2 separate regions of the Bicyclus anynana genome follow, and region 1 is linked to region 2. Evidence: chromatin contacts called from public Hi-C data. All regions are on one chromosome and are shown on one strand. Each heading gives the region's core, a stretch centred on a gene start, on an enhancer-like site or on the middle of the called end of the contact. The rest is flanking DNA. Distances are from core to core; before and after follow the strand shown.

The links. Hi-C and Micro-C count contacts between places; a contact is called where the count stands out from the background.
Region 1: a contact with region 2 is called in a Hi-C map of whole body, with 1.9 times the contacts expected there. The contact joins two enhancer-like sites. A contact is called at or near these places in 2 of 2 Hi-C or Micro-C datasets (whole body and whole larva).

The regions. Positions count from the first base shown.
Region 1 is chr9:4,463,235-4,468,293 of ilBicAnyn1.1, forward strand. The region is part of intron 1 of LOC112047276 (shootin-1); the gene reads right to left. Among protein-coding and RNA genes, the nearest start is that of LOC112047276, 11 kb to the right of the region's middle. Within about 2 kb of position 2,042, at least 3 of the 8 cell types and tissues checked have open chromatin away from gene starts, as enhancers often do.
Region 2 is chr9:4,372,767-4,377,271 of ilBicAnyn1.1, forward strand. The region is part of intron 3 of LOC112047276 (shootin-1); the gene reads right to left. Among protein-coding and RNA genes, the nearest start is that of LOC112044588, 51 kb to the left of the region's middle. Within about 2 kb of position 2,460, at least 1 of the 8 cell types and tissues checked has open chromatin away from gene starts, as enhancers often do.

The DNA.
Region 1 (5,059 bases), core at 792-3,291, 90 kb after region 2:
CCACTGTCTAATGATTGTAGAAGAAAGCTTTTTGTTATTCTAGATTCACTATTAGTCTACTCTTTACTTTATAAGTTACTCATAATCTAGTTCTGTCGTCGTAATTACTACAAATAGACACATTTTATCAAATATTTTCTGTGCAGGCAATTCAATAACCATAAGAATTATTTAGTACTACCTATAAAACCACTGGCAAATGGCAACACATTACTGTTTACCTTTTTAATCCGCATAATTATTAATGTCCATGCAACTAATTATAACTACATTGAACTATAACACACCCAATTCAGACAGGAATCATTGATCGCTATTTTCTTATTTTCGCGGTTTTTCTTTCCTTTAATCTTGTTTGTACTTAACAATTTAAAAAATCAATCAGGAAGCTTTGTTGCAAAATTTGTAATCTACCTCTTTGTTAGTGTAGTGTACACGTCAAACGGATAAGCCGTTTTGGAGCGAAATATCAAAACATCACTTTCTAATTACAATTTTCATCAAAAACATTTCAATTGTTCTAAATAACAGAGTAATTAGCGACTTCATTCGGTTACTTCCTATTCCATAATAATTACCTGTGAAAAATTATGGAACACCGTTCAGAGTCAAAGGTTAGCGTGAATCCAATTTTCAGATTCAATGACTAAAGGTTAAAAAAGTTATAATATTTTTTTAGTTCTGGTGTTTTTTTCATCGCTCCGTATATTAATTCGTAGGTTTTTATTATTATTCAACATCAGACTCTCTGTTTTTGCTCCTGTATTCTATTAGTTATAGATGTCATGTCATATCATGTAGCGAGTTAATTTTGGAAACTAATTGGAAGGCAATTAGCGAGACATGTGACCCGAGACCATCCCTCAAGCGAATCCAATTACCTCATATAGTTCGAATGCCATACTGGCGGTATACATTTTAATAGGAGTATATAATTAATGCTTGTTTGTAAATTGAATAGCCTAAATATGGGAGGTAAATCAGTTTATTTACGAGTAGGTATTATATGGCTATCCACACTAATAATATACATGCGAAAGTAAGTCTGTCTGTCCGCTAAACGGCTGAACCGATCAAAATGAATTTGAAGATAAATGGGAAGGTCCCAGAGCAGAATATAGGCTACTTTTTATCCTTAATATAAAAAAAAGGGGGTTGAAATAGGGGTTGAAAGTTTTTATGTAAAGTCAAGTAAAATATAATAGAAAAGATCAAATAAAATATGATAGAAAAGAATAGAATATAGTAGAATAGAAAACCCGAACCCCGAACCCCGTTAAAAGGATGAATTTTAAAATTTCTTAAATCACATTAATTTTTTTCATGAAATTTTTCACAATCTTAATATATAAATGTCAAAGGTCATTCATCACGAAATCTCGAAGCTGCTTGATGTTCAAAGCTGAAAATTGGCAGGGAGGTAGTTTATAGTTAGTAGGTAGGTAGGGCTTAATTAAAGAGGTCTAAGGGCGGACGAAGTCGCGGGCGTCCGCTAGTATAAAATAAAACTAGCGCTACGAAAAATAGGACCTGAATATCAATGAAACGTGGCTAAACGGGAAATAATATTTGTTGAGTTTTGGGTTGCGTGCGCTTTATAATCGAATGAAGATGACGGAATTGTTTCCCTTTTAACAGTAATAAAAATCCGCGAATTGTAATATACGCACAAGAATCACACTTACGGCCAGTTTCTTCATCGCAAGTAACACTCAAAGTAACGTCATAAATCAAAAGTGACGGTCTTATTCACTGAACAATAATGTCTTCTTTACTACTTACTACTTTTACTGTTACTTTAGCTTTACATGAAGAAACTGCCTGTTAGTCAGGGATCCCTGGCTAACTCCATAAGTATATGGATCGTAAATATGAAGTTTACGCAATGGTATGTTTAACTATTAGGGTTGCCTTTTGTAAGGGGTACCCACGCGGACGAAGCCGCCGGCGTTCGCTAGTACACAAATACATCGCGACATCTATTATAACAAGGATGTAGTTACCGTCAACCTCAAACGGACGTCAATGCACTGACGACACAGTGTTCTGCGGTTAGAAAACAGAAGAAACGGGGAAGTGTGGCATATCGGACGATTCTATACACTACACACTAATAGATGTCATTACAGTTATTATACATCGCAAATGTAACATGAAATTGTCTCACGGATGATGTAAGACGTTAGTAAGTACATAGAGCTGTAAGCAATAAGTGCGTACGAATGAAGCGGATGAAGTAAAGAATTGAATACGTATTTACGTAGGTACTTTCTATCTTTATTTTACTTTATCTTTTCACCCACCAGGTGACTGACTGACGACATCAAGCGAGTCGCAGGGATTCGCTGGATGCAAGTGGCTCAGTATCGTGATGTTTGGTAGTCCCTACAAAAGGTCTATGTCCTGCAGTGGACGTCCATCGAGTGACATGATGATGATGATCTTTTCATAGCTCAAACTAGCGGACGCCCGTGACGTCACCCACAATTAAATTGATGCTATCCACATACGATTCTTTATACAACGCGACTTTTGCTTCAAGTCGAGCCATCATGCACATCACGACTAACACACGATGAGTTTCATCATACGTCATGTCGACAGCGCTGCAGGCATGTGGGTATATCATTAGAAAATAAAATAGATGTAAGTTATATTTATAAAATTGATATGTGCAATCGCGGGCTTCTTTTGTAGATCTTTTAAGGTTTTGGCTGGTGGGAGGCCGTGGCTAGTTTACCCTTCCGGTAAAGACGTACCGCCAAGCGATTTAGTATTTGTACGAAGTCGTGTAGAAAGCGAAAGGGGTGTGGATTTTTATCCTAATCCTAACAAGTTAGCCTGCTTCCATCTTAGATCGCATCATCACTTACCATCAGGTGAGATTGTAGTCAAGGGCTAACTTGAAAAGAATAACAAACAAATACTTAAATATCTTTAAAAGAAGAATATTGCATGATATAAGATATTGTTCATCAATATTTAAAATAAATAATTTTTGCAAAGAATTCTACTTGACACTAAATTTCACTGCCTTGTTAGAAAGAAAATATAGTACACTTTCCTATGCAGTCGGGCAATATGTAGATACTAGAGAAAGTGACAAATTACCTATATGAAACCTGTACTCTTTTACATTCATGTGTATGTCCTGTGATTTAAGCCCACACGCAATGACGTGCATTACATACAGAAAAACACTATTTACCATACAAATTGGTTTAACACCTGTCTATACGATGGGCAGAGGACAACATGTCAAGTCTCTATTGAATTTGTCTTCTATGACGATGTATGTATCCTCCTAATCCTACTATAAACGCGAAAGTTTGTATGGATGTTTGGATGTATGTTTGGATGTTTGTTACTCTTTAACGCCGCTGCTACTGAAGCGATTTGGCTAAAATTTGGAATGGAAATGAATTTTACTCTGGATTAACACATAGGCTACTTTTTATCCCGAAAAAATCCATGGTTTCCCGAGATTATATTATAGCATGGATTAACACATAGGCTACTTTATATCCCAGAAAAATCCATGGTTCCCGAGAGATTTGTGAAAAACTAAATTCCAAATGGACGAAGTCGCGGGCGTCCTCTAGAATAATATAAATAGATATGCGATGGTTTTTGATTTGTGATCAGCAGGCAAATTCATTTACCTACAAAAGTACATATACACGAGCTAACTACCTATTGTTAACAATTCTCAAGTTACATGGTTTCTTATTCACTATTTGTTTATTACTAACTGTGGTGTGATTACGCTATTTCATACTCGTCGATGTAGTATTCGCCCATAACAAGTTTGAACTTTAATTCTATGGGATGTCAAAAATAAAACTTCACTATAGCTTGGCAAATTTGTTCGAAACACTCCCGATGGTCCGCGCGGGCCGGGAGGGGGGTAGCGATGCACCGCGCGCACGACTTCGCACCCGCTCAGCCCTTTCCCCCCGTCGCCCGCATATCATGGGTGTGTCATCAACGAACTTACCAAGCTATAACAAAGAAGTTGCCATGGAAATGAGCGATGTCACATCGCTGTAACTTTACAGAATGCAGGGGCTGATCAAAATTACTAACCACTGTCTAAAGGAAACCATCGTTTATACGCCATTGATATTATGCATCTAAATTAGAAATGCATATTAAAGCTATGTATGTATGTGTATGAGTGTGAAACTTCTCAATTTAAACGGGTTATATGAACTAGGTTCAAATTTTAGATGCAAGTGCATAATTAATAATGATTCTTTGGCTGCATAGCAACGTTGGCAATCATCAATGTGCCCTTAGCATCGATATAGCCCTGCATTGCTAACCGAAGGTTGCTATCCGTTAGTTGCCTTGTTTAGATCTGTTCTTAGTACAAAAGTAGATACGTGCATCCGTTAGGATTAAGGAAAACAAGATTATAATTACAGATTTCAATCAAATATAAAAAAAAAACTAGGTAATAACCAGTGGCGTGCACTCCATACATGCATTAAAGTACTGCATACTCTAAGAGTTGTCTTCTTAGAGCTTATTAAATAAAGATTTTTCCAGTTTGGAAATACGCTTAATTTTATTACTAGTGCATAACCTGATAGACAATCTTATGCACGCCATTGGTAATAATAATTAACAACCCATATTCGGCTCACTGTTGAGCACGAGTCTCGTCTCGGAATGAGAGGGTTTAGGCGAATAGTCCACATACTGGCTCAATGCTGATCTTCACACACGTAGGAATTTAGAAATTTCTCAGGTAGGTACTTAATGCACGATGTTTGCCCTTCACCGTTTGAGTACGTGATATATAATTTCTCAAAATTCTTGTAAATAAAATTTCTTAAAAATAGTATTATATTTGTATTTTAACCCCTTTAAAAAAGAAGTTTGTGTATTCGACCCGTATATACTCATATGTTTACAAATTGTGTGCATAAATTTTTGGGAAAGGTTTTTGATTCATCTTGTTATCAATAAATTTTATATAATTTATTAAACTAAAGAGCTAACTTATCCCAATACGTGTATTTGTATTTCTTACAAGTTAGCCCTTGATTACAAT
Region 2 (4,505 bases), core at 1,210-3,709:
ATATCAATTCATAAAAGTTAAGGATTTCTTTTAAAACTTAATTTAATTATCACGTATTTTTTTCAAATTTTCCAAACGTCAAAAATGCTGTCGTCATTTTGTGACGTCACTAACACCCTTGATGTACTAAACGTCGAACTAATTGTTATCAATAGTAATATTATAAAGCTAAAGAGTTTGATTGTTTGTTTGAAAGCGCTAATCTCAGAAACTACTACTCCGATTTGAAAAAATCTTTCAGGGTTAGATATCCCGTTTATCGAGGAAGGCTATAGGCTATATTTTATCCCGGTATTCCAACGGGAACGGGAACCACACGGGAGAAGCCGCGCGGCGTCTACTAGTCTAATATATTTGTCAAACGCTCCATTTGTATGGGATTTATTGTAGTGACGTCAAGAAACAGTAGTAATATAGACTGTCATAGCCGACAGGCGTTTTGGCTCGTATTGTCAAAAACATATTTAAAAACTTAAATTTACATGTAATCACGTCTCAAAAAAATATGAAATTTTTTTAGTCTAGTAAAACGATAATGAGCTATTTAAGACCATTTAAAAAAAAGTGTCAACTAGCCTATTGTAGTCCGCGCGGGGCACTTTAATTGACATCCACTGCACCCTTAGACCGAAGGGCCTCAGTTCCGAAAGGGGCTGGGAGAAAACGAACAGGGGAGCAAGATCCCCGCGACTTACCCGAGCAAGGAGGTTAAGCCTCGAGGCCCAAGATTTATCATCTGGGAGGAGATGACCTGCCCGTAATGTAAGGCCGAACTAGCTGCCGCCCCGCAGTTTTACTCGCGTAGTTCACATTCTAAATTACGTCAGTCGGTTCAATATTAGAATTAACATGCTTAGCATATTATTAATTCTAATATTGATCCGAGTGACCTCCCAATGATGATACATGTAACTATTATGCAAAGCACGTATTCATTGAAAGGGCATCGACAGGAAACCTTGAGTTTCGAAATTGATTACAGAACACGCAGGTTATTAATAAATACTAAATAAGGTATCTTCTTGACGCATTGACGTCTACATCGCAGAAGGTATTTTGCTAGTTGACTATGGATTCGGTAATGACAAACTGTAGAAAAACCGGCATATACCTAGGTACTTTATTAGAAATGTGGATAAATAGGACAGACAGATTATCGAACTGATGCAGTTCTTATACGAGTAGCTACATCTATAGTATGCGCATTATCATCTGAGTCGTCCGGTCATAAAAGTCAAAAAAGATAGGAATGTGCAGCGCGCCTACCTGCGCACCCTAATTATCGATAAACGGCTACCTGCGCACGTGCTAATGATGAGTCAATAATGATTTGGACGATTCTGATTGGTCGGTTTCTAATGTAATTGCATTGCGTATTTTTTTTGCTATAAATGTGTTTACTGCAATTAAATAAATACATTCATGTGTTACTCGTTGCGCACTATGGATACTAATATATAATAAATTTGGCAGAAGACGAAGATTCTGATGATGAAGACTCAGATGAAGATTAATTTTATTTAGTTAATAATTATATAATATGAAATATGTATTATATTAAATCAAATATTGTTAATTTTTTTAATTTTGTGAACAAGATACGATAATAAACTTTACTTATCGATAATATGTCTTTCATTGTTACACCCTTCACTAGACGGCTCCATAAGACCCATAAGTGCAAGCGAGATAGATATAGAGAAATGATTTATGGCCCTAAGACTCAGTTGTTAATGCTATTAGTATAGCAGTGGGTTGCCATTTTGACTTTGACTGTATAATTATTTAGGAATATAATTTTGATATTTACGAATTAATTGTAGCTATAAGAAGACCAGAGACGTGATAACCCAGTGGATATGACCTCTGCCTTCGATTCGGAGGGCGTAGATTCGAATTCGTTCCGGGGCATCCCCATCTAACTAATTAGTTATGTGCATTTTAAGAAATTAATTAACACGTGTTTCAAACGGTGAAGGAAAAACATCGTGAGGAAACCTACATATAATTTTCTTAATTTTCTACGTGTGTGAAGTCTGGCGATCCGCATTTGGCCAGCGCGGTGGACTAAGGCCTAAATCATGAAAGGAGACTCGTGCTCAACAGTGAGCCGAATATGGGTTATTAATGACGATAAAAAGACCTACCGATAAGCCATCTTTTTAGGCCGTTTTATGGACATTTGTGGTCTAGGAACTTCCAAGTTATAATCTAAGTAGACTGGTATTCGAAGACTTCAGCACCCATGCCCTAACAGTTTCCGCATAGGGAGACCTTAAACTCGAACTGAATCAAATAAGTTCTACTACAACTGTTGTCTCATTTTGTTCCGGTAACACTACATTAGCTTTGTTGTCCGAAAATTTAGCCAAAATTAGCGTTACGTCACCTGGGGCCTCGTTAGTGGCACACAACAGCTTTGTCGGCGACAATAATTGCACGCAGCGGTGTTACTTCACTTGTTCCGCAATTAAACTGAGTTACAAAGGTAGTTAGCGTTACCGCCAGTTTACTGTGGATACATAATATGCCTACTTAGATAATTATCGGACTGTCCGTTAAGGCCAGGCATACTTTGGACACAATTTATGTGCGTAATCAAATTTTCCCTATATTTAAGGTCAATTCATGTCCCACGGAAAATGCTTATTGACAAAAGAAATCCGTTGAGGTTCGAGTTCACCGACATTCGTTTAAACAGTTTAAATAAGTTATACGCCGTTTAGTCCAAATTTTCTATTCACCACAGCCCATATGCCGGTTAAGGACGTCATCGTCACGTTTACGTCGTGTAAACGTCGTTTAAATGAAAGTGAACTCGGGTCTTAATGTGTTAAGCGCGCATTTAGTAAACGGTATGATTGGCAGCCAAAAGGCATGGTCATGCATTTTCCTTTTTCTTTGAACCAAGCCTTGAAGTAACTATAGATACCTAGTACTTATGGGATGACGTTGAGTTATAGTTAGTGAAGCTAGAACTAATTATCCGCACTTGCTAAGATAAATATGATAAAACATTGATTTATTTATTAGACCAAACAAAGTGCCTCTAAAAAAGTGTAAAACAAAACATTTTGGTAATTTCTGTAAACGCATTATTTCTAATCAATTAAACCAATTATCACGCTGTTTATTTAAAACTTCCGTGTCGTTACAATCGCTAAGCAGTAACGTAAAAATGTTTTCTGAATTACCTGACAAACCAACGAATTCCATTCGGTGATGTGTCCGCAAAATTATTACTTGCGGCCCAACAAAACAAACAACTCTCAATAACGAGTTGAAGATCAAATAAACGTCATGTTTAACATAACATTGGAATGATGCAGTGTTTTTTTAGTTCACTAGAGATCGATCTATAGCGGATCCACCGCGGGCTAAAACGGAGAAAGTCGATAAACGATAAAATTGTGCAATTCCTTTTCACCTATCGTCGGTGACTAATCATTACCGTATACAGACAGCTTTTGAGACACGAAATAAATTTTCATTACCGCAATAAACGGTGACTTGCGAAACAACCGAAATTACCGTAAGTACCTATTGCATAATAATAATGACAACTTAACCAAGTGGGTAGTTAGCAGACAACCAAACGACGCAGAATACATTAGTGACAAACTTTGTAAAAGTAATCATATAAATGAATAAATGAATAAGTTATGTATTTCGAAACAATGATGTTAGAAGAAAAAAAACAGGTAGATAGGTTACATAAACCACATTCGATGTTTACAACTGGCACACAAAATTTATTTAAGCGGAGCTATGACAGTGCTGCGACTGAGCTTAGGTTTGCTAATTAGCACAGTTTTAACGTGCCACTTGCGGTCCGCGTATAACCTATCTACCCCTTTTTTTCTAACATCATTGATTATCTACCTACCTCCTTTTTCTTCTACACATCATTGATTATCTATCTACCCCTTTTTTCTTGTAACAATATTGATTTCTAAATATATTATATTATAGGACTCAAAAGGTGATTACAAATATAAGAAAACTAATGTCGAACAAAGGTTATGATTCACAACACTTGTCAGGACAACTTAATTAGCAAATCAAACTGTAACCAAAAAAAGAGCCTAGAATGGCAGAGAATGACCTTGAGTGAAGTCACGTACTTGCGAACGATGTGTGTAGGGTTAAAGGCGCCTTTGACTGTATACAAACACTCCCCTTTTCCACTCAAGTCACTCTCCCCGCGTATCCCAAGTAACCCATAAAGAATTTCACAACAAGAGATGTGGACGGCTCGAACGCCACGTGCACACTGAAGCCAACACGAGATCGAGCGACGTCATATCCGTCACAGACTACTATTTCCAACACTAAACGGCGATAACAATTATAATATAAAGCATTAGCAATCAACAACATATTTCTTAATTGTTACTTTACTCTTTAAAGCAATAAAAAATTACAGTAGTAACACATTTACTATTTATAGATGCAAAAATTGCAAAAACCTATTTTACATAGCGAATGTCGACTTAACGCAGGTC